Regions from separate parts of the Mus musculus genome. Here all the other regions are linked to region 1. Evidence: chromatin contacts called from public HiChIP or PLAC-seq and promoter capture Hi-C data. All regions are on one chromosome and are shown on one strand. Each heading gives the region's core, a stretch centred on a gene start, on an enhancer-like site or on the middle of the called end of the contact. The rest is flanking DNA. Distances are from core to core; before and after follow the strand shown.

Region 1 (6,795 bases), core at 3,927-6,426:
CTGGTACAGAACTGGGTGGCTCTCAGAAATTTCCTGGCATGGGAGAACAGGATCCTGTCCCAACCCCAGGCACTCTGGAGAGATCGAAGTCTTGAAGACAGCCAAAGTTCCCATTTAGAAATGGACCCGCCTCATGGCAGGCACGAGCAGGCCACCCTACCCCATTCAGTCCATTCCCTTTTGCAGATGACAGAGATGCTGAAGGGGAGTCCCCTGAAGCTGACTCATTTGCCTCTCTCTCCCCCAGAGCAGCTAGCTCCACAGTGGTATGGGAGGAACAAACAGAGGGGGCTCTGCCCACTGGCTGTATGACCCTGGCCAAGTTAGCTCCCCTCTCTGAGGTCATTTCCTCCTCTATAAAATAGGTAGCAATAACTGTCTTGAAGTCACAAGACAAGCTTGGCTTCTGCCAAGCCTTGGGTTGAAACCTCAAGACGGCAAATAAATGAACTCAAATAAAAATAACAGCCAACCCTAAGGGCCTCCTCCACCCATGTGTGTTAAGAGCTGGTGAAGAAAAATGGAGGAGGGGGAAGGAGAGGGAGGAGGACATGGACTAGGAAGAAAAAAGGAAGAAGGGAAGAAACTTTAGTCAAGACAGGCCTGAGTTCAAATCTTTCCTCTCACTCACTAGCTTGCTGTGTGACCTTGGGAAACTTACTGAACCTCTCTGACCCTCAAGTTTCCTCCTTTGTAAAACTGCCTTCCGTGGAGGAGCTCTTAGAAAGAAAGCTAGTTAAGATGGCGAGTCAGAGCCAGGGTTCTACAGACCTGCACATCCCTTAGGGGAAATGGGTCTTTCTTCCCTGACTGATCCTCTGTGACCACCCAGCACAGCCACTTGGGATAGCAGTGAGCATGAGGGGGGAAGCATCGGTGGTTTGTAGGGAGTCAAGGTTATCCAGCATCCTCACCCTGGAACATTGCTCTCCTTCATTCCAGGAAGCCTCCGAGATCCTCAAAGCCCAACTGTATTCTTTGTGGACAAAGGAGATGGGGGTGCCAGGCTCAATGCTGCTTGGTCCATAGCATCTTCCCCTGTGGGCTTGTGGTATCCTTTGACCCTCCATCCTGGAAGGCTGTCTGCACTCACCGGGAAGCCCTGAAGCCCTGCTCCCTAACTTCTCAGGACCCTCTGCAAAGGCAAGTTATTTTAAGCCTCTCCTGAACCATCGTCCTGAACAAATGAGGAGATGGTTTCGGGATGGGGACCAGGAAGGGTTTTAAGGCCTCTCCCTCTGCCAGAAAGACACTTAAAAACACGGGACAGCTCACCCCCACTCTCGGGGTTTACTCTGTAGCAGGCTTCGATTCCCAGAAAGACAATGTGAAACCCCAAAGCCCCGATCAATACACCACAAAGCTCGCCGCCCTCCACCCCATCCTGAGATGGCAGAGAGAAGCAAGCTTGTCTCCACTACCGGCTTCAGTGGAGACCCACAGAGACGTTTTCATTAACAAGGATTGAGGCAAGGAAGAGAGGCCTGCCTGAGGTCTCCTGGCACAGGGTCAAAGCTGTGTCAGAAGTGAGGGACCCCAAACGCACTACACAGCTGGGCTGCAGCATCAGACACCCACATCAGTCACACTAGGTGCAAGGTCTGTGTCACACTTGAGATGGGTCACAGGGGCTGTTCTTCTCTCATGGAGACGGAAGCCCACCCACCATCTCTCACTCTCTGAACAGACAAGCTCGGAGTCGCCCCGCCCACCTGCAGGTCGCCCCGCCCACCTGCCCACAGGCTTACTTTTGCTGGGCAGCTGCTCTTGGCCCAGGCTGTTCGAAGGAGGCAGCGGAGCACTCTCAGCCTCGTCCAAGGTCAGGATGAGCGGCACATCGTCATCTAAACTTACAGCCATCTTCTCCTGACCTGCGGTCCTCAGGATACAACGGCCAGGGCTTTAAACTGCCTCCGGCTTGAGCTCCTGTTCAAAGCCACGGGGCCGGGGAAGCTTCCCAGAGCCTGTTCCATCAGAGGCATCTTCTAAGGTCTGAAGGATAAAAAAATTAAAATAAGAAAAGAAAAGAAAAAAAAAGAAAGAAGGAAAGAAAGAAAGAAAGAAAGGTAATGATTAAAACATAATCGTTACTGATGAACGTGTTCTGGATCTGGCATCAGCGATGGCCATGCAACTGGAGCAGCCCACACTGGTTTCAAAGTTGCTATGAAGTAAAGGATGACTTTGAACATCTGATCCCCCTGCCTCTGCTGGGATTACAACTGTGCATCACACCTGGTTTATAGGGAACTGGGGCCTGAACCCAGGGCTGTGTGCTAGACCTCACTCTACCTGGTAAGCCACAGCCCACACTGCCACTGTGTTTCAACATTAAAAAAAAAAAAAAAGTTAGGAATTGCCACATCTGCTATGATTGGGAGGTTGAGGCAGGAGAGTGACATAGTTTAAGGACAGTTGAACTGTATATAGTAAGTGTACTTACAGAGAGAGAGAGAAGGTGAGGGAGAAAGGAGAGAGAGGAGAAGAAGAAGAAGAAGAAGAAGAAGAAGAAGAAGAAGAAGAAGAAGAAGAAGAAGAAGAAGAAGAAGAGGGGGAGGGGGAGGGGGAGGGGGAGGGGGAGGGGAGGGGAGGGGAGGGGAGGGGAGAGGAGAGGAGAGGAGAGGAGAGGAGAGGAGAGGAGAGGAGAGGAGAGGAGAGGAGAGGAGAGGATGAATAAGAGTTATGGAGATAAAGGCACACCAACTATGAAGAAGGTAAGACCAGGTATGCTGACCCAGGCTTGTAATTCCAGCACTTGGGAGACCTGAGGCAGGAAGGTCCTAGTTCAAGGCTAGCCTTGGCTATATATTGAGCTCAAGGCCAGCCTGACTTATAAGAGACAGTCTCAACAAATGAAAATCAGAGTCTGTTGTGATGGTGCATGCCTTTAATCTGAGCACTCAGAGGCAGAGGCAGGTGGATCTCTGTGAGTTAGAGGCCAGCCAGAGTGTGTTCCAGGACAGCCAGGGCTATACAAAAATAAAAACCTCTACACATCAGGTAGGGACAGAGGTAATAGGTAACTTTCCTGAGTGCCCACAGTCAGAAAGCCAAGCTTTGTCTCCAGGCCTACATTCCTAACCAGGTGTGGTGACTCTTAAAGTCACCAGGTCTTGTCCTCAGAGAGCAGTAATTACTCTTGGGAATACATAAGATCATCCTGGCTTTGCTGGTGGCCGACAGGAATTCTTCTTGCATGACCTTTGCGCTCCTCTACGGGAGATGTTCAATGAGGAAGAAGCACTTGCACATTCCTTACAACTTATAATCAGAGTCCTTTTCAAAAGCCCCATCCTTCCTTCTCTCCAGGTTTAAACCCTCAGGACTGGCCTGTTCGAGAAGCTGTTTACACAGACCGGCTTCTGCTTACTGAGATAAAAAGAAAGGCAGGACTCAGCAGATCTGCCCGGGGACCTTTGAACTTAGAGACAGCAGCAGGTTGCTGCCTCCAACTGTGGCCAGTGCACCAGACATAGTCCGCCTCCAAACCAATCCTCGGCAGGACAACTGGGCAATGTCTGCCCCCTTTCCAGGAACGATGGATGGGAACATCACCAGGCAGAGACAGCCTGTCTCTCTTAACAGAGGCGGTGGCGGCAGCGGAGATAAACACCACTTTCTGCAGCAGCCTGCTAAGCCTGAAAGACTCTGCCTGGCAAAGTTCCTGCAAGTGGGGGGTGGGGAGGGGGTTGTTCGTTTGTGTTTTTTGTTTTCCTTTTCCAGATTTGAGAATTTATTTTGCTTGGAAATCTCAACAAGGGGAGACAGAAGAGGAACTCCCACAAGATACCCGTCATTTGGCTGCCTAAAGAACTGCAGTGTGTTTTGAATTTTGGCTTAACTCTCTCCTCCCCCAGTGCCTTGCATAGACTAGGCTCACACTTCTAACGCACTCCACAGCAGAGGGATTACAAGGATGTACTTTGAGGCCATGAGGAGGAGGCTCTAACAGTGTGTTCTCGCTATTCACTTGGAAGGCAAGAAGCTCTCCCAACGCATGACAACAGGTTTCTAATGTTCGTCACTAGCATCCTAGGGAGATCCTCCCAGTGGGTTTTACATTTTAACAGCGGGATGCATGACTCCATTCTAACATGCCTGGTCTCACCTCAATGGCTCTCGCCTGGAGTGACTTTGTCCCCACTGTCTAGAAATATTTCCAGCATCACAACTTGGGATTGATTGCGAGGGAGTCCAGAGAGGCTACTGAACATCTACAGTACACAGCTGTAGACCCCACCCACAGGAAACAACCTCCTGGCTCCGACTCAACGGCTCTGCCCTCAGTTGGTTAGCGCCCACTTGATACATGAGGCAGCTTAGCGTGGCCTCTCCCAAGTAAAGAGCCACAAGTAGTCATGGAACGCAGGGGACACTGCCCACTTCAGCGCAGCCCCACCAACTATTCCTAGAAACTGCACTCCACTTAGGCGAAATCCACCAACCGCTTTCTTGTTTTTTGTCTTTGGTGGTAGGGATATCCCTATGGAGCTTTGAAGCTTTGAAGTTGCCATTCTCCTGCCTTTGCCTCCTGAAGAGCCTATGACTTTTCAAAGAGAAAGAAACGGGGCCCAGAGAGGGTAAGTAAACTGTCCAAGGTCACACAGCAGACTCGGAGCTCCTAAGGTCCAGCCCTTTGGCAGACCTTGGTTCTCTCTCTAGCGGAGACCCAGCGAGTCACCCCTGGGGTAAGGTCACCCCTGGAAGAAGGTCCCGGAATCAGATAGCTAGCTGCCATCCTGCGATCTGTCCCCTGAGGCAGACTGACCCAGGCAGGAGTCCCCGGCCAGGTCACAAGAGGACACAGCAGGGAGGTGAGCAGGGAGGAAGGGTCGCTCGGGGGCTCTAGCTCCCCACGATCCCCATCGCGATCCGGGTCGCCCCAGGAAGTCAGGCCAAAGAAAAGGGGTGCAGAGAGAAGGGGATCCGCAAGGAGAGAGCATGCCGGCCACCTCCCAGGGCCCCGCCTCGGGCTTCTGGAGCACTCAGCCCCAGCCCCTTCTCTGCACCTTCTGACCCCTGACCCTTGCCCTCGGGCCAAGATCGCGCACCCCTCGGATCCTTACACGCGCCGTCCCGGGATCCCGCACTGTGCACTGGGTCTGCACAGCGTAGCTCAGCCCGCAGTTGCCGCCGCCAATATCCCCAGCGCGGAGCCTCAGCAGCCGCCACCGCCGCCTCACCGCTGCCACAGCGGCAGCTGCGCCAGCCTTCGCATCCGCCGACTCCTGTCACTCAGCCCCGAAAGCCCCGCCCACGGCCCTAGGCCACAGCCTACTGGCCATCAGAGGGGTCGCAATGAAATTTGACAGGGTAGACTACACGTCACTCAGCGTTCTCACAGCCCTCCTCCCAAAGGGAGGGCGGGGCGAGGAAGCAACACCCCTTTCCTCCCCACCCCACCCCCACCCCCGCCTCACTCGCGCAACCAACAGGAATCCTGCGTCTTTCCATTGGCGAAACGTCAGAGAGGCGGGGATTTTGATTGGCCATCTTTCAGGAGGCGGAGCCAACGCAACCCGATTCGAAGTTAAATGGTGAAAAAGAATGTCAGTCAAACTCAAAGTCCCGCCTTCTAAGAGTGGCTCGTAACCTAGCAACATAAGGGCCGCCGAGTTGCTTAACTGTGGGCCAAGAAACTTGCATCTTGAGGAGCTGGTGAGTGACAGCGGGGAAGCCCCAGGCTGCAGGCTGTGTGCACCTAGTAGGCACGCCGTCCAGTGATTTCTCCCCTCCAGGCGTCCGCGCCCCACTTGCCATCCCGTCCAGCTCCAGGTCCTCACTCCCTTGCCCAACCTCCATCCTGTCCTCCTCTAGGCCTCCTGCAAGCACCATCAAGTATCCTCTTCTGATAGTCTTGCTTCCTGTCTGGTCCACCTGCCATTTCATAGTCCCTCTCCTCATCTCTTACTGATACCATTTGTGAAGTTCACATCGAGTGAACTTAGTTCAAGTAATTGGATGGGTTGGTTTGTTTTGGTGCCCACTGTCCGCACTATGTTCAGAGGTCAGCTTGCTGGGTGCGTGACCCCCTTCAGTGTATGCTTAAAATAAGGATTTGTTGTTTGTTTTGATTTTGGAACAAGGTCTCACTATGTAGTCTCGAACTCACTCTGTAGACCAGGCTAGCCTCAGACTCACAGAGATCCACCAGTCTTTGCCTTTGAGTACTGGGATTAAAAGCATGTGCCACCACCCTTGGTCTAATTAGGTTTTTTCCCCTTTAATTGTTAAAGTTTTATTATCATTATTAATATTATTATCACTATGTCTGCGTTGGTGGGGTATGTGAATGTGAATACAGACAAAGGGTTTTGGATCCTCTGGAGCTAAAATTAATTACGGGTGGGCAGTTGTGAGCCACCTGTCATAGGTGCAGGGGACTAAACTCTAGTCCTTTCAAAAAGCCGTACACGCTCTTTTAAAATAACGTAAAGCTTTATTTATTTTTACTTTATATGTATCTGTGGGTGCCTACGTGTATGTGAGTGCACAAGGTATGTTCACAACGTGTGTGTGCTGTGACTGCCAGGCTAATTGCAGTGATCCCCGCCACGACTTATTCTACCCTAACTCCCTCTGTCTAAGCATTTCCTAGGACATTCTCTTGGCTCATACAACGAATAATTCACATATTTAACATGGGCTTATTGAGTGCTTAGTGTGTGTCTTAGTTAGGTTTTGACTGCTCGCTTTACACCTTGACCAAGGCAACTCTTGTAAGGACAACATTTATTTGGGGCTGGCTCACAGGTTCAGAGGTTCAGTCCATTATCATCAAGGTGGGAGCATGGC
Region 2 (7,454 bases), core at 1,525-4,024, 800 kb after region 1:
GGCTATGTAGGAAGGCCCTGCCTTAAAACACCCCCCACAACAAAAAACGGAAAGAAAGAAAAAGTTCGTCCTGAGCTGCTCAGCAAATTTTTCCATCACTACACATAGAGCCAGGTCAGGAAGACTCCGTCCCAGGCACCCCAAGACAGCCTCGTGACCACTGAGGGAAGTCCTTCCTTCTACAACACTGGCAAGACACATGTGGATCTCTATGAAGCTCAATGACAGCTTGGTCTCAAGCAAACGAACAAAAATGACCACACTTTTTTTGGACATATGAAAAGCATCAGTTCTCAGCCAGTGCTGGCACACACCTTTAATCCTGGCGCTGGGGACCCAGAGGCAGGTAAATATCCCTAGGAGTTATCAAGGGCACAGGGTGAGTCTACAAAGTGAGATCCAGGACAGCCAGGGCTACCCAGAGAAAGAGGGTCTCTGGGGAAGAAAAGTCATCTTATATGTGAATAAGGGCTGAGGGTAGCTCATTGGCTGAGCTGGCCACAGGACTGTCTGCTGTCCCTACCACTACCCACCCCCACTCCCAAAGAAGGTGAGTGAGAGTCCAAACCACTCCAGTATTGCTTGTTTGGTTTTTAAGAAGGGTCTCCCTATATAGCAAACTGTAGATCAGACTGGCCTGGAACTCACAAAGATCCTCCTGTCTCTGCCTTCTGAGTGCTGGGACTCAGGTGTGCACTGCCACGCCTAGCTAAGTATCTTTAAAAAAAAAAGTTTTATTTCTTTTATTTTATGTGTATGGATGTTTTGCCTGCATACGTGTCTGTGTCCCTGGTGTCCAGAGAGGCCAGAGGCTATTGGATCTCATGTAAAACGAGTTCCAGAGATTTGTCAGCTACCACTGGACACTGGAAACCAAACCTGGGTCCTCTGAAAGAGCAGGCAGTGCCCTTAACCACTGAGCCACTCCTCCGGCCCTGGACCCATCTTATTAAGTTATTAAAGACAGAACAGAGCCCCCAAGTCCCAGTTTTATCATTCCACTCCCTCTTCTACCCAGAGAAATCTTCCTGCCAAATTCTAAACAAGCCATTTGCCCAAATGATTAAAAGGCTGTAGTTACAGTGACTTGCATAGTTTAGAATCACATACGGCCAATAAACACAATACAGCCTGCCAATAAACCACCCAAGTCTTTACAGAGCTGGCTTGTCCTCAAACCATGGGATTCTATGTCTTACCAGTTGTCACACAGCCTAGAAGCCTGGTCATCTCGAAACTCGGCCATCTCAGCTCTTCCTGAAAACTGCAAAGGAACAGGTATCACTTTCTGTTTCATTTCTGCTCTCGGGATGACAAGCAAAAGAAGAAAAACCTAGGGTATTCCTTTTCATTGCCTTTTCATTTTCAATTTAAAAAAATAGACTTACAAAATGTTGCCCCCCCAAGCCTTAAAATACAAAGAATTCCCTTATGCCCTTCACCCAACTTCAGTAAAAGTTAATGTTATTAAACCCTAATTCTTTTTTTTTTTTAAATTAAATGTAACCAATCCTCAGGCCTTCTTCAAATGTCAGTGAGGAGACCACTATCCCCCTTCTTGGTTCAGTTTCAGTCCTGGGTGACATAAAGCTCTTAGATGTTACTACTTACTCTAATTTGAAAGCTCTCTCTCGTGTCTAATCTCTCACAGCCTTGATCGGCTAATTAGTACCTTAATCAGAGCCTGCTAGCGAAGACTGGCAGTTACTAAGAGTTTCTAGCTACTGGCTAGCTATTTTGTAATCAATCCTTCCATTTGGGGGCGGGGGTTGTCTGGTGTTTTCTTGGACTAAATTCAGGCTCTACACATTTGGCAGGAGTATTCATCAAACTAGCAGGGGCTCAAGCGATACGGGGCTCTGTGTTCCCTGACCAGGCATAAAACTGGGCATGATGGTACATGCCTGTAAATTTACCACTAGGGATATAGAGACAGAAGAATCACAAGTTCAAAACCATCTTGGCGACTTAGTCAGTTCAAGGCCAACGTGGGATGGATTCGACCCTAGTTCCAAAAAAAAAAAAAAAAAAAAGCAAAACCAAATGTAAGCAGAGCGCTAATATTGGACATCTTATCAAATGGTACGACACTGCCTACTTAGGTGTTTCTCCTCGGTCAAATCTGAGGCCCTCCCACCCGGGCTCGCAGGGCAAGAGCAGTCAGCTCCAGCCCTTTCTCTCGCTTCCCGTCCAGGATACAAGGCAGCTCCGATGTTTACATCACTCCTTCCCACGACACAGAAATAGACTTCGGCACCGACTGCTAACAAAGCGGCAGGCTGATCTGGACACTGTCAAGTCACCCGCCAGCAGCCTCAGCGCCCGGGCAAACTGACACTGTTTAACGAATCCAAGAGTCCAGTGTAGCAAAGCCCGGAAACCAAGCAAAGGTTCGTTTTCAATAACCTAAGGTGAGTGTCTGCGGGAAAGCACACAGACAAAGAGGGCGGCGGGACGGACAGACAGACCTCTAGCGACGGCAGGGAAGACTCAGCAAACCGGGAGGCCGGGGGAGGCGGAGGCAGGCCGGGCCACACGCCACCGCGGCGCCTCGGGGAGCGGCCGCTCTGCGCTCCGCGGGCCCGGGCGGTTGGAGCGGGCCGAGCCTCCGCCTCCCGCCGCGAGCCTGCGTCACCGCCGCCACCTCCCGCCCCGCCCCGCCCCACCCCGCCGCCCCCGTTCACCTCCGAGCCCAGCGGGAACAGCACCGCCACCGCCGCCTCCGCCGCCCGGAGCCAACAACCGCCCAGCTGCCCAGCCGCTTCCCACCGTCGCCGAGGGCCACGCCCATTGGCCAGCCGTGGGGCCCTGATGGAAGTCCATTGGACCACAGCGCTGCCGTTTCCTCGGGTCCGCCTCCTCATCCTCCATTGGCTCACAGCTCAGGGGGCAGGTTCCGAGGGTCATTTCTCCGCTCCCCACACACACACCTCTGGAAGCGGTGGCATCTACATTGATTGCTAGGATGATGCAGGGCAAACGTGCAGATGAGCCTACGATGACGGTGGGTGGCGTTTGCGCTCTGTCATGGGCCATTAATACCCACACCTTGTCATCCTTGTCATCCTTGTCATGAACGCTTCCTCCTGCCACACCTCTTCGAGGTGTCAGAGATTCCGATGTGCCAGCCAGGGTCTCCTTGCCGGACCTGGTGGCTTCTTCCTGCACCTCCTACCTCATGGATACAAAGGGGCGGGGGGGGGGGGCGGGATTCTAAATCTAAGCTGGCGTGTAAACTGCAAACAACATACAGCTGTGGGACTGGAGAGACACGTCTCCACGGCTAAGAACGCTTGCTACTCTTGGAGAGTTTGGTGTTCAGCACCCACAACAGGTGTTTCAGAACCCCCTGTAAGTCCAGCTGTAAGTCAGGGTATCAAGAGATTAATCATCTCATCACCATCATCTCATCATCATCGTCGTCGTCATCATCGTCATCATCTTAACAAAAGCAGAGCACAGAGGCCCATGCTTTTAATCCCAACATTTTGTCCTCAACTGCCTATGTAGTAAGGATCACCTTAAACTCAATCAATATCCTCCTGCCTCCATCCCCGCCAGTGCTGTTTTTGCAGGCTGAGGCTACCGCATCCAGCTAATTGCCACATGCTTTTATTTCCCTCAATATTTTAGGGAACTGCGGGCTCACTGCTGGCTCTGCGACTGCTGCGGGTGCCCGTGTTTCTGTTTTGTTTGGGGCTTTGGTTGTTTTGAACTAGCAAACTGTTTCTGAACGCGATGGCATCGTTTAAAGTTCCCATTGGGAGTGGAAGAAAGTTCCAGATGCCCCCCCCCCACGTGTTCCCAGGGTGATATAAATACATCCTGAAGAAATAAACAAGAGAATGGCAGTCGTGTCTCCTGGAAACAACTCACAGTCCTCGATGTGAAAGTGACTCAGAGGCTCCTCTGGAGTTTACTGGGGGAGGAAAGGACAACTCAAGAGGAGGACAAACAGCGCGGAAATGCTGAGTTACCTCAGCTTCTGCCTCCTGCCTCCACCTTGGCTTAAAATTTTGGGTTTGTTAAAAATTAAAGATTTTGGCTCGGCATGGTAGCACACGCCTTTTACCCCCCTCCCTCCCAGCTCTGGAGAGGCAGAGGCAAGTGGATCTCTGTGAGTTCGAGGCCATCCTAGTCTACAGAGGGAGTTCCAGGACAGCCAGGGCTACACCGAGAATCCCTGTCTTAACTATTTCATACATCCTGTGTGAAAATGTCATGATGGAAGCATGTGCTACTAAAAGCACTTAAAATGAATAAGATTTGGTCGTGGATGTCCCCCTGTCTCCACACGTGTAGCAGATTAACTGAATCTGAATGTCCTAATCTAAACATCCCCTCTGGGCTCAGACAGTTTCCACACTGACTTTGGAATTTTGGATAAAGCCCCAAGGGAGGTGGTGCCCTGCCCTCTGAGCCCAGCCAAGCTCCAGGCTTTGCCAGGCTGGGGGAGGGGAGCCCCTTATCCTTGCAAAGCCTGGCATTACTACCACCACCACCCCCTTCACGCCCACCTTCCCAACCCCTGCCTCAGCTCCTGGCTCAGCCTCTCCCTGACCGGAAGCTTCCTGTGCTGGTACTTGCCACTAGACCCTTCCCTTCCTCCCTCTGTGGATCCCAGCAGCTGCTGAAATTCACCGATCCCTGGCCTGAGGCCCTGCTTGTCCTAGGGCCTCATGGAAGAGGCCCCATACTTGCTGAATTAGATCAAGTTGTGCATGGCTTTTAACTCTAGCTTCTCCCACTTGATGGTTTGGGGTTTGCTGCTTCCTGATAGACAGTAAACTTTACCCACGGGGGTGGTGGGGGGGGGGAGGACTGGGAGGGAGCGGCTGGAGAGATGGCTCAGCGGTTAAGAGCACTGACTGCTCTTTTAAGGGTCCTGAGTTCAAATCCCAGCAACCACATGGTGGCTCACAACCATCTGTAATGAGATCTGAAGCCCTCTTCTGGTGTGTCTGAAGACAGCTACAGTATACTTACATGTAACAATAAGTAAATCTTTTTAAAAAAAAAAACAAAAGTCACCCTCCTAGTCACTGACCAACACCAAATTTGTTTTCTCTTGAGACAGGATCTAACTGTATAGCCCTGGCTGCCCTGGAGCTCCCTGTATTGACCCAACTGGCCTCAAACCCTCAATGCTGTCTGCCTGAGTGCTGGCATTAAGGACATGCACCACCACACATGACTCTGAATGGGTTATGAAATCGAATTCCCTTTGAAATGTCTTTTTACTCATTAGTGTGTAGCAGGGATGCTGTTAGCGTGGCTTTGGGTCTGAATCAGGTCCCTCCTCTCGCTGTGCTGTGTAGGTTCCAGAGATTAAACGCTAGTTATCAAGAGTAAACAAATACATTTACCCTCAGAGCCATCCCAAGAGTCCTAGGTTCCTTTTTATCTAGCAGGAAGTGAATCTCTGGATCCTTGGCAATGGAGGCAGTGCACAACCCATCTTCTTCTCCAAAGCTGCTGGGACAAACATACTGTCCGTTTGTGTTAGTTTACATTTTATTGGGTTATAGTTACACACAGTAAAGTTCATAAATATTTTATTATATTTATTCATTTGCAAGCCAGTGGTGATAGTGTACAGCTTTATGTCCAGCATTCCGGAGGCAGAGATGGGTGGCTCTCAGAGCCAGCCTGGTCTACAGAGTGAGTTCCTGGGCAGCCTAGACTACACAGAGAAACCTTGCCTCAAAAATATAATAATAGTAATAATAATAATAATATACACACAAAGGAAATGTATTCACGATTGTACAGCCAAGCCATTCTGTTGTTGATTGTCTTGTTAGCACCTACAGTAGCAGCTCCATCTTCCCTCTTTTCTCCATTAATTTCTGTGTCCATGGACTTGCCTGAGGATTTCATATGAAAGGAAGCATGCAACTGGCAAATCTTGTGGCTGGATTTATTTAGTTTATCTATCTGTCTGTCTGTGTATATATCTGTCTATCTTCCCATTCATCTATCATGACTGTGTATATCTATTTGTCTGTCTGTCTATATGTCTGTATGTCTATCTGTCTACCTATCTTGCAGAGCATCTTCTACCTCTGCCTCCCAAGTGCTGGAATTACAGGTGTGTGCCACCACACTTTTTATGTGGTGCTGGGGCTCGAACCCAGCGCTTTGTATCTGCTGGGCAAACACACTGTCCACCTCCAGCCTCTTTCCCATGCTTTCTTTTCTGTGCTGGAGGTCACAAGTTACACTGTGCGCTGAGCGCCTGCCTCAGCCCTGGTTCCGTTTTTTGTTTTTTGTTTTTTTTGTTGTTTTTTCATAGTCGCAGCAATATCCATTATTACTGGGGACACAGTTGTGAAACCGGCGCTAGAAATCAGTTCCCCATGGGAGGCACTCGGCTCTGGAACATTCTGGGGGTGTGTTTTCTGAAATGCAATGTGCACACTATTTTTCCAGTTCTGAAACAGAGAGCCGTTGATGTATTTGTCCCAGCTATTGAAGAGAAGGAGGAATGATTGGAGGTTAGATTGCGGGCCAGCTACGCTGTTTGGGCAGGAAGGAGGGGGTTCAGCTGACATCTGGACACTCATACATATTCATACAGAGGACAGGGATTGGACCAACATCCTCAGAGCATGCTGGGACACCTTCCAGGCTGTCTGGTTACCAGGCAGAGTTCCCTGGAGTTGTGGCTCTATCCCTCCCCTGATAGCTTCATCCTTCAGTACCTGCACAGAGCCGGCTGGTATCTGCAGCAGCAGGAGATGCCTCACAATCACAATCTTAACCTGGTTAGGTTTTTTTTCCCAGAAAACTAACTCTCTCTCTCTCTCTCTCTCCCTCTCTCTCTCTCTCCCTCCCTCTTAGCTCTACCTAAGAAAGTAAATACCCTACCCAGCATGATGGCACACACTGTAACCTTAGCAGTTAGGAAGTAGAGGCAGGAGGAGCAGGGATTTAAAGTAATTCTCAGCTACATAGAGAGTTCAAGGCCAGCCTGGGCTACACAAGACCTATTTTAAAACTGAAAGCCAGGGCTGGAGAGATGACTCAGCAGTTAAGAACACTGACTGCTCTTCCAGAGGTCCTGAGTTCAATTCCCAGAAACCACATGGTGGCCAACAATCATCTGTAATGGGTATTTGATGCCCTCTTCTGGTGTGTCTAAAGACAGCTACAGTGTACTCACATATACCTTTACAAAAAAATCTTTAAAAACAAACAACAAAACTGAAGCTAGGCAGCCAGGTGGTGTCAGCATTTCTTCAATCCCTGTGAGTTTGAGGCCAACTTGGTCGACAAGGCTATGTAGAGAGACCCTGTTTCAAAACAGCCCAAAATACAAAAGAACTTGAGAGTAAGTGGCCTCACCTTATTCCAACAATCTGAAGACATAGGGGGTGGTGGAGAAGTGGGAGGTTGGGGGGTGGGGAGATGGGAGGATGGGGGTGGGGAGGGGATATCTGTGAGTTCCAGAA
Region 3 (7,366 bases), core at 435-2,934, 860 kb after region 1:
AAATGACTAGGAAATGAGATGGAATAAGGGTCGTTCCTTGCTTGCTACTATATTAAGTAGAATCTCATGGTGCTGCCTGGTGGCCTGTGGGGTTAAGGGGGGGAGGGAGATGACACCCTCAGGGCAGATCCTTAAAGATGGAGAAGCAGGGAGCTGGTGAGAAGGCTCAGTGGTTAAGAGTGCCAACTGCTCTTCTGAAGGTCCTGAGTTCAAATCCCAGCAACCAAACAGTGGCTCACAACCATCCGTAACAAAATCTGATGCCCTCTTCTGAAGTGTCTGAAGACAGCTACAGTGTACTTACATATAATAAATAAATCTTTAAAAAAAAAAGATGGAGAAGCAGCAACTGACTAAACCCATGGTGCAAAATGTCCTTTTTATTCACACTTGGACTGTGGTATTACTAGGTTGCTATATAGGTTGGATGGATGACTAATAAGATGCTTAATTTTTTTTAATTAAAAAAAAATACAAACTTGAATGGGTTACACGTGTGTGGGGGGGGGGGTTCCTAACAGCAACCCTTTCCAAAACAGCCCTGTCCAACCCCTCAACACAGGCGCCTTTAGAGTCCCCTTCTGCGTTCTCAGTTCCTCATTCTGACACAATAAGAAAATGACCAAGTCTCTCCGCGCTAAGCCCAATAGAGGAACTAAGAAGATTCTGGTAACTAGAGACATGCACGAAGAACTGAGTCCAGAGGCCACTGCACTCAGCCTGCAACATTTCCACCGTCCATTTGCTCAGTCTTCGAAACCAATTTTTGTTTTAAAATAAATAAAATTGCTGAGGGTAGTGTAGTTTCTTACATGCCTTGACCGGGTTTTGTTCATTTCGTACTCCACTCCCCCAAGATGCTCTCTACAGGTGGGAGCCCTGCAATCTTTTTAACCCTTGCACTTTGTAGGGGGGCCGTGTGCGGTCTGAACCCGGTTTGCACATGGCCAAGAACGCTACAATCCATCCTCCGAGGAGCAGACTGGCATGCTAACCCAGTTCTCTCGGCCATCTCCACCCCATCCGAGAGCCTAGGAGCGTAGACCTCGCCCCGCCCTCCGGTCTTCCACTTGTGACTCGTGGATTGGATCTTTCCTATCATTGTCTTTTTCCCCAGTTGATAAAGGAAAAGGGACACTTGGTTCCCTTTGACTGCGCTTTGGTAGCTTTTTGTAAAAAAACAGATGTAGCGAGTACCGGGGTTGCAAGGATGCCGGGTGGTCAGGGTGCGCCCCTGCTCTGTCGACACTGGGCCTATAGGATGGTGGGGCGTGTAGGGATGGTCCCCAAGGACTGCCTGCTGCTGCCACCCCTCCGGGCCCAACGTCCCCGTGGGCTCGCGCTGCCACGGGCGTCTATCTGCACCTGCGCACGATCCCCGTCGCCCGCCGCCCTCATTACCTTGTAGAAAGTGACTGTGTCCAAGGGAAGGGCACCCTTCGTGTGTAGGCCGCTGCCGCCGTGCGGAGCAAAGAGGAGCAGCAGGCCCAGGAGCACGGACAGCAGTGGGGAGAGAGAAGCAGCGCCAGACACCCCGGCGGCGGCGGCCATCACGCCGGATGGTGGGAGCGGGAGAGACAGGCAAGCTACAGGCGGAGCGCTCCGAGTGGGCGGTCACGTCACGGGGAGGGCCGTCCTGCCGGCGGCGCGCATGAACGCAAGCGGCCACCGCCAGAGCGAGATGCTCCGGCCGCCTCCGGGGTGGAAGGGAGGGGCCGCGGAGGGGCGGGGCAGAGAGAGGGAGCGGCTGCGCATGCGTCGTAGGCGGAGCGGCGAGCGGGCGGGGTCGCGGGACGGGACGGGCCTGCCGCGCACGCGCACGCGCACGCGCACGCGCACTTGGCGACACTCGGCTAGGCCGTGTTCCGCTGCGTTCTCGCGGGAGGCGCCGCTTCGACCCTTCCCCTCGTTGCCCTCTCTCTCGCCTCGGAAGAAGACGTGGCGGCGTCCCTTCCTTCCCTGCGCTGGGCGGTCCTGCGGTCTCAAGAGACCCGCCGCCTCCCTCGGTTAGTCAGCTGTTTGTCACTGGTAGTCGCTGTCCTGCCCTTGTAGACCCCCGGTTGCAGCTCTGGTCAGGCCCGCGGGGACACTTAGGCAATGTGGCCTCCCATGTCGCAGGAGGTTGGGGAAAAGGCCTATTCGCCTTCGTGCTTTTTGGTCAAGTGTTGGTGGGTGGCACAGGCCTAATTTCAGCACGAGGCAGGGGGGTGACAAGACCAGGCTGGGCTGTCCCGTTTTCAAGGACTAGCTTATGGTACGTTCTGATTGTCTTCAGCACAGGGATAAAGGCTCGAAGGAATTCCTTATTGGAGACGACAGAGGGATCGTGGCCAGCAGGCTGTGTGAGCCAGCACAGGACATTCAATCCCAGTGCTAGCTGGGAAAACTGGCAGGCTGGTCTCTGAGTTGGAAGCCAAACCTCATCCATATACTGTGTTCCTGGAACTAGTACCTTCCACATCTAAGTTCCGTCCTTAGCACCCAAGGGGGAAAGCACAACTTTAATCACACCACTCCAAAGGCCAAGGGTGGCGAACCTGAGTTCAAGGCCAGCCTGGTCTACAGAGTGAGTTCTAGGCTATTCAAAGTCAACAAGGGTCTTCGAAAGACAGACACAAAACAGGCTGGGTGTGGACTACTTGCCAGTACTGGGGAGGCAAGGAGGATGCCCAAATTGGGGGGGCGGGGGGAAGGAAAAAGAGCGAATGATGAATGAAGATAGGTTGGTCAGTGGCCTATCCATGTATACAAATCTACATTCGCGTGCACACACACACACACACACACCTGTAGAATCATGAAAAAGCTAGACCATGTTGTGCTTTTTTTTTCCCTCTTTTTTTTATTACTGTTAAATCTCAAACCCTAGGTGAGACAAACGGCTGTGGTGACTAACATCAAAGTGGACCTGGCCATGAGGTTCTCCCAGAATCCCTCAGGGTATGACAGGCATGCCCTGCTCCCTACCCTAAACTTCTCCAGTCCAAGGGCTGGGCTGCCCTTCCTCCAGCCGCCTTTCCCTATAATAATCCAGCCATTTAAGCTATGGCAGTCTCTTGGTCAGTGTCTTGGCCCAGGCTGCCCCTCTTAACTGGGACTCTCCTCCCCTCTCTCCTCCCTTCCCCCTCTCTCCACATGGCTCATGGTCATGTTCACTCCGGACTGTGGTCTTCCTTTTTTAGCTACAATAAACTTCCTCCTCCATCATCCCTAGGAGCAGCCCTTCTATAAAAAGCACAGCTTATTACAGCTGCTGCCTTATGACCACCCCTCTAATAGACAGCTAGGTGCCCTGCATTTGACTGGCCGTACTGACCTTGACATCTAGCACAGACTGTGCAAGTATGATGCACCACTGGTCATTCTGCCGCAGTGTGACACGGCTATGTAGGTCCTTCTTTTTGACTTGTGTGTGTGGTATCCAGACTGCTATCCACCCAGTAAGTATTAAAATCTTTCCTCCCCATCTCGTGCCCTTTCCAAATCCCTGCAGAGGTATATCCCGCCTTTGAAGAACCTGTATTACGAGTCCGTCCTGCTCACGTGTGTCAGCACAGTATCTGGGAGATACTTGGTGAGCATGACTTTGAAAAGTAGGGAGCACTCATGAAGCAGTAGGAATCAGGATGTGGTACCGCACGCTGAGCACTGTGAACCTATGTAAAGGCAAACTCAGGAGCGGGGGCAAAATAAAGTCTCTCACTGACCTGAGGGGTTTACAGCCACCAGAGGCCTCCATTGGAGTGTTGCCAGATTTGTGTATGAAAACATTCCATAGAGATGAAGAAATGGCTGGGTGTGGCTTTAGTCCCAAGCCTTCCTGGGAAGGAGAGTGCCTGAGACCTGAGGAAACCTGAGGACTTTGGAATAAGCAATATCCTCGAAGTGGACTAAGTCGTGTGCCTCCAGTGCACTGTAATTGCATTTGGAGAGAGAATTACAGTAATTACAGAAATAGTTAAACCTAAATGAAATCCAACAGCGGGGGCCCAATCCAGTGGGCCTCGTGTCCCTTTATGAAAAAGAGATTACAACTGGACATGATGGCCAGCGCCTTTGATCCCAGCACTCAGGCGAAGGCAGGTGGGGCCCTGTAAGTGGGAAGCCAGCCTGGTCAACCTGGGTTGTATCGCTATAAAAATGAATGAATGAAGAGAATGCATCAGAAGGGAGAAGACTGAGGCTGAGGGCAGTGGGTAGCTCTCGCAGTATTTAAAGGAGGTGAGAGAAGTTCCTGGAAATTAGGAATGGCCTAGGGAGTAGGGTGGGAAGGGGAGTGGCGGGGATCTGGGAAGAGCTGGAGGAGGAAGGTAAATGTGCTCAAAATGTACAGGGCTCTCAAAGAACAAACAGTACTTGTTTTAAGAAGTGCCTCAAGCCGGGCATGGTGGCGCACGCCTTTAATCCCAGCACTCGGGAGGCAGAGGCAGGCAGATTTCTGAGTTCGAGGCCAGCCTGGTCTACAGAGTGAGTTCCAGGACAGCCAGGGCTACACAGAGAAACCCTGTCTCGAACCCCCCCCAAAAAAAAGTGCCTCGGTTGGGCCTGGGTGGAAGCTGAGTTGTAGGCCGTGTGTATAACGTTCCATCCTCAAGTGTGTCACTGAAGAAAAGTGCAATCAAGAAGCTTTGGCAGGAGGTCTGGACTTGGTGGCGTACCCCTTTAATCCCAGAACTCTTGAAGGCAGAGGCAGGCAGTGTGAGTTTAAGAACAGCCTGGTCAATAAAGCAAGTTTCAGGCGAGTGGAGTGCCACACAGTGAGACCCTGTCCATAGAAGAGACTTTGTAAGTCTTTGGTAGACAAATAGATTGAGATAGAAGTAAGAACCTTATGAGCTCACTCTGCTGGGTAGAACTGCTGCTCTCAGGCTGTGCAACACTCTGACCACACACTGAGGCTAAGTTCCAAGGAAAAATGACTCTACGACATGTTCACACAAGTTAACAACTGCTGTCTGCCGCCACACCAGGATATATGAAGTGATAAATCATTCCTTTTGTGTGAATAAACAATGCTCCCTGCCTGTCACTATCAAATCAAATCAGAGACTGTACTCATGAACTTATCTGTTGCATCGGGTATAACCCCTCACGTAGCACTGTACAGAGTTCCCCCATTTTGGCCAATCACTTGTCATGAGCCTTATCTAAGAAACTGGCTGAAGTGAAAGACTGTTCTGAGACTCCAAGTGTAACCTCTCTATCCTGTGGTGCTCTGTCCGCTTCAGATCAGCAGTTGAAATGGCCAGACACCTGGGCCTGTACTGAACGCCGAGCCGGAACAGCTGTGTCTGTGTCTAGTCAGCCCCTACAGGATTGAGATTGTGTCAGTTCAACTTCAGGAGAGCTTCCCTGAACCCTGCAGCACCTGTAACCCCTGTGGCCATTCTGTAATTGGTATAAATATATCATTGTATGACAGGGTGATGTGTGATCTAAGAGTTAATACTGTTCACTAATCCTGGCATTAAAGGACCCGTGATTGCTAGGATCCTGAACTCAGAACTGCTTGTAAAGTTGCAGCCAATGGAACTGATGTAGCTCTGAGAATGTATTTGCATAAGAGGAAATCCAGGTGCTGCTGGATATGACCTTAGAAGAGGAGAGGATGTTTAACCTGGTTACTGGGCTACACCACCTTCTTCAGTGGGGCAGATGGGGAGTACAGGACTACGTGTGCTGGGACATGCAGGTCGGGGAGCGGGGGTGGGGGGAAGGGAGAGTGATCCCACTCCTGCTGATCTCAGGAAGAGGTTTCTGGGGTTTGGACATGCTTTGACCCCATTCTTGCTCCTGGCTCCACGGGAAGAAGAATTACTTCCATTAGATTATCTCCATTACATTGACCTGTATTTTCTTGATTGCTAATTGATGTAGGAGGTCCCAGTCCGCTGTGGACGGTTCCATTCCTAGGTAGGAGGTCCCAGTCCGCTGTGGGCAGTTCCATTCCTAGGTAGGAGGTCCCAGTCCACTGTGGGCGGTGGCTAGCTGACAAGGAGCCTGGCAGTAACCTGGTAAAAAGTTGTTCCTTAATGGTTTCTGTTCAAGTTCTTGCCTTGAGTTTCTGCCTTATCTTCCCTAGATAATGCACTGTAAAGTATGAGATGAACTAAACCCATCCATCTCAAATTGTCTTTAGTCATGATGTTTATCACAGGGACAGAAAGCCAACTAATACACATTATAAAGAATTTAGCGGGGCTGGTGAGATGGCTCAGTGGGTAAGAGCACCCGACTGCTCTTCCGAAGGTCCAGAGTTCAAATCCCAGCAAACCACATGGTGGCTCACAACCATCCGTAACGAGATCTGACTCCCTCTTCTGGAGTGTCTGAAGACAGCTACAATGTACTTCCATATAATAATAAATAAATAAATAAATAAATAAATAAATAAATCTTTAAAAAAAAAAAAAAAAAGAATTTAGCTAGTCTGGTCTACAGAGTACGTTTCAGGACAGCCAGGGCTACACAGAGAAACTCAGTTTCTAGAAACAAACATGCCGGGCAGTGGAGGCACACACCTTTAAGCCCAGCATTCGGAAGGCAGAGGCAGGTGGATTCCTGAGTTCAAGGCCAGCCTGGTCTACAAAGTGAGTTCCAGGACAGCCTGGTCTACAAAGTGAGTTCCAGGACAGCCTGGGCTATACAAAGAAACCCTGTCTCAGAAAAAAAAGAGAGAGAGAAAATGAGCTACACAAATTAATAAGGTAAAAGAGGGGGTCTAGGGATGTAGCTCAGTTTTTTAAGACTTTAATCCCAGCACTTGCAAGGAAGAGTCAGGGGATCTGAGTTCAAGGCCAACCTGGTCTACAGAGTGAGTTTCAGGTCAGCCAAGGCTTTTTGTAGCCTCTCTGTGTAGCCTTGGCCATTTCTCCAGCCCCCAAGCTGGGTTTGAACTCACAGATCCACCAGCCTCTGCCTCTCAAGTTCTGGGATTAAAGTCATGCACCACCTGGTTAAAATTAGGTTTTGGAAGAAACGTAGAAAGTGGATTTGTTGGAGGCAGGGTATTGACACCTCTGCTATGAATTGCATTGCAAAAACAATTGCTTTAGCGATTCCTTTGAGTGATCTGACGTGGAAAGTGTTTACACACACTGGCTGTTGGATGGAGGTAAATGGAGGGGCATGCTAACAGATGCAGCAGCACAAAGCCTACAAGAGGGGACAAGTGCCACAGCATTTAAGATCCGCAGAGTTTGCTCCACTGACTTCCCTAGTAGCTATTGCCAAGGCTAACACTTGTGCTCAGGACTGCCTTGAGGGTCCACGAAATGAATGAGTTTGAAATGGGAATACTTGCAGTTATTGATAGCGTTTGGGTTTTTGGTTGGTGGCTGTGGTTCCTTTAGTTGTATATGTGTGT
Region 4 (7,063 bases), core at 10-2,509, 600 kb after region 1:
TCTCAATAAAAATGTTGGTTTTTTTGTTTTGTTTTGTTTTGTTTTTTGTTTTTGTTTTTCGAGACAGGGTTTCTCTATGTAGCCCTGGCTGTCCTGGAACTCGCTTTGTAGACCAGGCTGGCCTCGAACTCAGAAATCTGCCTGCCTCTGCCTCCCAAGTGCTGGGATTAAAGGCGTGCGCCACCACGTCGGGCTTAAAGCTGATTTTAAAACTAAACAAGTCCTTATAGTGTGATCCGGCCTGTAACCCCAGCGCTAAAGGGGTTGAGATAAAGGGGAAATGTACACTGGATGCTAACCTGGGCAACACAGTGAGAGACTTGCACCTCTTACCAGGTAACATGCCACAATGTACTTCATCCTGAAAACTCAATTTGGTCATGTTTAGGAAAGGGATTCCACCACCCACCTCGTACCACTGCGGTACGCGTTAAGCTGGCTTCTAGTAAGAGCAAAGTCAATGTCACTAATGGAGTCTCGTTACCCTGAAGTGGAAACTCACTCATTCGCCTCCAATCTAAGCTTCAAATCCTGTCCTGTGACGAGCACGTTATTCCCGAGCCTCAGTTTCCACATTCGTCAAACAGAGGGGACAATCCCACGGCCAGATACGGTTCCCTTTCCTCCCACCTTTCAAAGCAAAGATCACAGTGGGGAGGGAACACTCCCAGCCGCTGCAGAGAGCTTCAGTTTTCCCACTTCTGGCACTTGGGGGCGAGGGCGAAGACGCAAAAAGGGGGCACCTGAAAGGGTCCTGTGTGAAGGCCCCGCGGTGGCCCGGGCGCCTCCCCGAGCGCGCGGGGTTATTTCGGAATCCCCAGGAGGCGACGCTCATGAGGCAATGGGTCAGGAATGCGGCGGCCGGCCGGGGCCGCGGGTGTCCCCACGGGCATCCCGGGCCGCGGGAGCAGGAACTCGGGGCGGCAGGAAATGAATGGGGACCCGCGGGCGGGGCGGCGGGGAAGCCAAGCCGACGGGGAGTCCCCGGTGTGACCCCCGGCGGCCCGCGCAGTCCAGAGGCAGCGGGGACCCAGGCCGCGGCCCGGCCCCTGCGGGCGGCTCACCTCCGCGATGTCATGTTCCTCCCGTCTCCGGCTCCGCACGGACCCGCTGCTCGCTCAGGCTCCGCGGGGTACCGTCACATGGAGGGGGCCCGAGCGAGGCCCCGCTCCGGAGCCGACACGGGTGCGGGCAGAGCCGGCCGGCCGCGCGCGCACAACCCCCTGCCAGGCCTGGATCCCGGACACTGCGCGGCCGCCCCGCCGCCCGGCTCGCTCCGCCCTCGCCCGCGCCCCCGCCCCTGGCCGCCGGCGCCTGCGTGACGTCATCGCGCGCCGCCGCCACGGCCACTATCTGCTTCCGGTTTGCGGGGCCCTGAGCAGTGCTAGGGAGTTTGGTGTGGGATTCCTCCTCTGAATCGGTGCGGCTACACCCGTGAACGCCTGGACGATTCTTCTAAACGGGGACGTCGCACATAGGTGCGAGGACACAATACACAATATGCATCCAGGGCGGCTGCACACGGGAAAAGAAGCAAACAAATAAGGGAGGGGGAACACGAGTTCGATTCCCAACACCTACCTGTATGGGGCAGCCCACAACCTTCTGTAAATTTGGTTCTACCGGATCCGCCGTTCTCTTCTTGTGGCTCCTCGGGCACTGCACTCACGGGCACATATCCATACACATAATGTTTTATGATTTACTCCTTTTGCCCGGCAAGGTGGCGTACGCCTTTAATTCCAGCACTAGGTAGGCAATAGCAAGTGGATCACTGTGAAATCGAGGCCAGCCTGGTCTGTATAGTGAGTTCCAGGACATCTAAGTAGGGAGACCCTGTCAAAAAGAAATATATATTACTTTTTTTTTTTTTTTTTTTGGTTTTATGAGACGGTTTCTCTGTGTAGCCCTGGCTGTCCTGGAACTCACTCTGTAGACCAGGCTGGCCTCAAACTCAGAAATCTGCCTGCCTCTGCCTCCCGAGTGCTAGGATTAAAGGCATGCGCCACCACGCCCGGCTAGAAATATATATGTATATATATATATATTACTTTGTATTTTTTAATGTTTAGTGTATTAGTGGTTGCCTTGCATGTAAGTATGTGTGTAACTGCATGAGTGCCTAGAGCCCAAGATCTGAAAAGAACAACAGTTCCTGGAACTGGAGTTACAGGCAGTTGTAAGCTGTCATGTGGGTGCTGGAAACAAAACTTAAGACCTCTGAAAAAGCACTCAGTATTCTTAACTGCTGAGCCATCTCACCAGCCTCTCCCGTTGAATATTTTTTGTTTTGTTTGTTTATGAGAAAAGAGACAACCTATGTACCACGGCCATACTTTTACAACTTGAACTAAAATTAACACAAATGTTTTTTGCAGTTTCACCCATACCGGGATTAGCAATCCTAACAAGTGATCCTTTTTCTAAATTAAGAAATCTGACCTTTTCACTTCAAAGAAACACTTCATAACTTCTCCTTCCAAATGTCCAAATTGTTAGTACCAGTACGCTGCTACGGGGGTTGGGGAGGGGGACTTTGTTAGATGAATGTGGCTTTCTTGAACAGCTCCATCTTAATGAAGTGTAAAGTTATGAAACTGATGAACTAGAAGCTACATAGATGGATCAGCAGATAAGAGAGTTAGCTGCCCAAAAGTCAGGCAGTGGTAGTGCATGCCTTTAATCCCAGCACTTGGGAGGCAGAAGCAAGTGGATCTCTGAGTTCGAGGCCAGCCTGGTCTACAGAGTGAGTTCCAGGACAGTCAGGGCTATACAGAGAAACCCTGTCTCAGAGAGAGAGAGAGAGAGAGATTGAGAGAGAGAGAGAGAAATAGTTGCTCCTCAGAGGACTAGGTTTCAATTCCCAGCACCAACCTGGCTACTTATAACTAACTATCTTATCTCCAGCTCCAAAGGACCAGACACCCTCTTCTAGCCCAGTGAGCACCTGCATGCACCCACACACAGATTTTTTAAATTAAATTGGTGAACTATTTCTGAAACTTTCCAATTTCATGGCTTCAGACTGCAGTTGGCTGTGGATAACAGGGAAGGCAAAACTCTGGAAAGCAAAAGGAACTAACAACATGATCATTTTTTATTATTTTATTTTGTTTTTTCCAGCCAGAGTCTTACTATGTAGTTCTGGCTGGCCCTGGAACTCACTAAATAGACCAGGCTGGCCTCAAACTCAGAGGTCCACCTGCCTCTGCCTCCTGAGTGCTGGGATTAAAGGTGTTGGCTATCATGCCTGGCTATGACCATTTCTTTAATTTCATTTATTATTATTACTGGGAGGAGGGGCATGGAGCAAGTACATGCCTCAGAATGTGTGTGTGGAAGTCAGGGAACACCTTTAGAGTCAGTCCCAGGGATCTAACTCAGGTCAACAGTCCTGTACTGATAACACCTTGACCTATTGCGGTATCTTGTTGCCCTCATATGACCATTTTAAGTTTTAGATAGCATGGGCTTCACTGAAATGTCAGATGAACCCTTGTCTGTAAAAGACCAATATGCAGGGATAATTTAGAAGATATAAATTCAAAAAAAAAAAAAGAAAGAAAGAAAGAAAGAAAGAAAGAAAGAAAGAAAGAAAGAGGCTACTGCAAAGATCCTAAAGCAGGGGTCATCGCCTGTACTTGGAAAACTGTGAAAAGGTCTCTGTGTAACGTGGAAAGACAAGGAAGGAACACAAAGAGCTGAGCTTAGAAAAGGGGAGAGTCAGGCGCCGTAGCACACACCTTTAATCCCAGTACAGGCAGAGGCAGCTGGGTCTCTGAGTCCATAGGCCATTCTGGTCTATTGAGCAAGTTCCAGTACAGCTAGGGCTATATAGAGGGACTGTCACAAAGAAATGAAACAAACCAAAACAGGAAGAAGGGGAGGTAGAAATGAGACTGGAAAAGGAGGCAGAGAAAAAAGCCAGGCAGTGATGGCCCACACGCCTTTAATCCTAGCACTTGGGAGGCAGAGGCAGGCAGATCACTGTGAGATCGAGGCCAGCCTGGTCTACAGAGTGAGTTCCAGGACAGCCAGGGCTACACAGAGAAACCCTGTCTCGAGGAGAAAAAAAAAAAAAAAAGAAGAAGGCAGTGGCAAGAGGAGCTCTGTGAGTTTAAGGCCAGCTTAGTCTATCTACAAGGTGAGCTCTAGGCAGCCAGTACTACATAGAAAGACCCTGTCTTAAAAAGATAAATTAGACCTCTCCTCCACCTTCATCAGACTCCTGAACCATGCAGACAGGATCAAGTTGTCCTCTGAGAGGCTCCACCCAGCAGCTGACTCAGACAGATACAGACACCCATAGCCAAATAGTGGATGGAGCTTAGGGACTCTTATGGAAGAGTAGGAGGAAGGGAAGGATTGCTGGGCCTCAAAGGGGATAGGAACTCCACAAGAAGACCAACAGAATCAACTAACCTGGACCTTTGGGGATCTCAGAGTCTGAACACCAACTAAGGAACATGCATGGGCTGGACCTAGGCCTCCCTGCACATACATAGCAGATGTGCAGCATGGTCTTCATGTGGTCCCCAACAACTGGGGCAGGGACTGTCCCAAAAGTTGTTGCCTGTATGTGGAATATGTTCTTCTAGCAGGGCTATCTTGTCTGGCCTCAGTGGGAAAGGATGCACCTAGCCTTGAAGAGACTTGAAGTGCCAGGGCAGAGGGGGCCTCACCTGCTCAGAGGAGAAGAGAAGGGTGGGTAGGGGAAGGATTGTGAGATTGGGTACCTGGGAGTGGGGCAGAAAGTGGGATATAAAGTGAATAAGTAAAAAAATTGAATTAAAAAATATATATTGGTCTGCAGAGATGGCTCAGCTGTTAAGAACACGGACTGCTCTTCCGAAGGTCCTGAGTTCAAATCCCAGCAACCACATTTGATGCCCTCTTCTGGGGTGTCAGGAGAGGAGAGGGTAGTTGTGGACTTCTGTCCTGCAGGCTATCTGTAGCTTTGGCTTGTACTCAGGGAAATGGAGTTTCACCATGGAAGGTGAGAACTGGCTTCTGAAAATTGTCCACTGACTTCCACCTGGGTGCTGCTCAGTCTACACATCAGCAAGCACATATGTACATGATACACACACTCACACACACATATTTGCACAAATACACATACACATTACATATTTACACACACACATCAATCACATACACTCACAGACATCAAAAAATCCCACAGACACATTCACACACACATCACTCACACACGTACACATGTAAAGCAAGGCACACTTAGTGCACATGCCAATAGAGCACTCGGAAGCTAGGAGCAGAAGGATCAGAAATTCAATTGCATTCTTTTTTTTTTTAAGATTTATTTATTTTATATACCTGAGTACATTGTAGCTGTCTTCAGACACACCAGAAGAGGGCATCGGATCCCATTACAGATGGTTGTGAGCCACCATGTGGTTGCAGGGAATTGAACTCAGGACATCTGGAAGATCAGTCGGTGCCCTTAACCGCTGAGCCATCTCTCCAGCCCTCTCAATGACATTCTTGGCTTTATAATAGTTCAAGGCCAGCCTGGACTATAAGTGAGCCTAACTGGGACAAAATAATTTAATTCTTTTTTTGAAACAGGGTTTCTCTGTATAGCCCTGGCTGTACTGGAACTCACTCTGTAGACTAGGCTGGTCTCAAACTCAGAAATCCTCCCGCCTCTGCCTCCTGAGTGCTGGGATAAAAGGCGTGAGCCACCACGCCCGGCTTGCCAATTAATTTCTATATCATATTTATAAAAACTGTTCAAGCACTCTTACTCCTGCTTCTCTCCCGTGCCTCTTGCCCCCTTGCTCCCCCTCTCTTCCCATTCCCTTCCCCCCTCTCTTCACGTGGTGGTCATGGCCGGCCTCTACTTCTCTACTCTCTCCTTCTCTCTGCCTTTCTCTGCCTCTGCTACTCTCTTAACTCCCCTCTCCATGCCCTGAATAAACTCTATTCTATATTAAAAAAAAAAAAGTTCAAGCAGTTACCAAATCCAGGCCACAGAGGTAAGTAAAGTTACATTGACTTTAGAGTTACAGCTGCGCCATTCCTATTTGTTTTTTTGTTTTTTTCTGGGATTTGAACTCAGGACCTTTGGAAGAGCAGTCAGTGCTCTTAACCACTGAACCATCTCTCCAGAGCCCCAACAGCTCTGCCATTCCTAATCCTTTATACAATAGCCAAAATCCAGGTGGCTTCTTTTTACTCCTTTTTCTTCATCCTCTCTTATCTTCTTGCCTGCTTGCTTTTGAAATAGGGTTTCACTTAGTTAGCCTCAAACTCGATATATAACCAAGGCTAGCCTTGAACTCCTGATCCTCCTGTCTCTGCCTCCCAAGGAGCGCTGGGATTTTAGGCACACTATTCCCATGCTTAAATAAGGTTGACCCAGAGCTCCCCTCTCATGCTGGTCAAGCATGCTATCACTGAGCTACAGCCCCAGCCTCAGTTTCTCATTATCGTCTCCTAAACAATACAGCCAGACAACTATATTTAATGGACCAGACACTATGTATACAGTGTCTAGAGAAGGATTCAAAGTATATGACAGCCATGTCTAGGTTTTATGCCTGCACCATTTTACATGCAGGCTATAAAATCCCTCCTCCTCACAGACACTGAGGAGTACATGATCTGATCTACAGGGCAGCACCAGTGCTGTTTATATTGAATCTTTCAATAGCCTCTAAGGGTACAGCCCAAATATTTGGATCAAAAGCACGGTCTAATGCCAGGTCACCTCTCCAATCCCTCGTCTTCCCCCTACTTATCTCATACTCTGTGACACTCCTCCCATGCTGAGAGACTTCAGTCTCCACCCCCACACACTATGGAGTAATCTATTTCCTCCCCACGAAGGGTTTTCCCCCATGGCCTTCCAAGAGGACCCAATGTTTCTGCCTCTAACCTCAGACTAGAGGCAACTTCCTCTGGGATAAGAAGCCTCCCCTATCTTCCTGGTCCAAAGACAGCTGTCCTCCCCGAGAATCAACGTTCCTGGGAATCTAAGAGGAAGGATCACAGGACAATTAAGTCCTGTATCAGCTTACCTGGATGTCACAGGCAACCC

The links. Promoter capture Hi-C pulls out the DNA fragments that hold promoters and counts their contacts. HiChIP or PLAC-seq counts read pairs in DNA pulled down with a chosen protein or histone mark. Capture Hi-C pulls out chosen DNA fragments and counts their contacts.
Region 2: a contact with region 1 is called in a promoter capture Hi-C map of liver, with 3 times the contacts expected there. The contact joins the promoter of Trafd1 here to the promoter of Tpcn1 in region 1. A contact is called at or near these places in 2 of 39 promoter capture datasets (hippocampal neurons and liver).
Region 3: a contact with region 1 is called in a FOXA1 HiChIP or PLAC-seq map of pancreatic cancer cells. The contact joins the promoter of Erp29 here to the promoter of Tpcn1 in region 1. A contact is called at or near these places in 1 of 39 promoter capture datasets (pre-B cells) and 1 of 115 datasets of contacts at active chromatin or transcription factors (pancreatic cancer cells).
Region 4: a promoter capture Hi-C map of adipose tissue shows a contact between it and region 1. The contact joins the promoter of Ptpn11 here to the promoter of Tpcn1 in region 1. A contact is called at or near these places in 2 of 39 promoter capture datasets (the C10 cell line and pre-B cells) and 1 of 9 other capture datasets (adipose tissue).

The regions. Positions count from the first base shown.
Region 1 is chr5:120,583,437-120,590,231 of GRCm38.p6, forward strand. It overlaps Tpcn1 (two pore channel 1), which reads right to left and starts at 5,177. Exons shown (of 28, transcript NM_145853.2): 1 at 5,067-5,177; 2 at 1,749-1,992. The coding sequence starts at 1,860. Iqcd (IQ motif containing D) reads left to right here and starts at 5,587. Exons shown (of 5, transcript NM_029408.2): 1 at 5,587-5,658.
Region 2 is chr5:121,382,841-121,390,294 of GRCm38.p6, forward strand. Trafd1 (TRAF type zinc finger domain containing 1) reads right to left here and starts at 2,775. Exons shown (of 12, transcript NM_001163470.1): 1 at 2,685-2,775; 2 at 1,200-1,264. The coding sequence starts at 1,246. Gm42020 (predicted gene, 42020) reads left to right here and starts at 2,673. Exons shown (of 2, transcript NR_168130.1): 1 at 2,673-3,004; 2 at 3,634-4,050.
Region 3 is chr5:121,450,790-121,458,155 of GRCm38.p6, forward strand. Erp29 (endoplasmic reticulum protein 29) reads right to left here and starts at 1,685. Exons shown (of 3, transcript NM_026129.2): 1 at 1,402-1,685. The coding sequence starts at 1,551. It also overlaps a transcript of Tmem116 not described here.
Region 4 is chr5:121,190,138-121,197,200 of GRCm38.p6, forward strand. It overlaps Ptpn11 (protein tyrosine phosphatase, non-receptor type 11), which reads right to left and starts at 1,260. Exons shown (of 16, transcript NM_001109992.1): 1 at 1,065-1,260. The coding sequence starts at 1,078.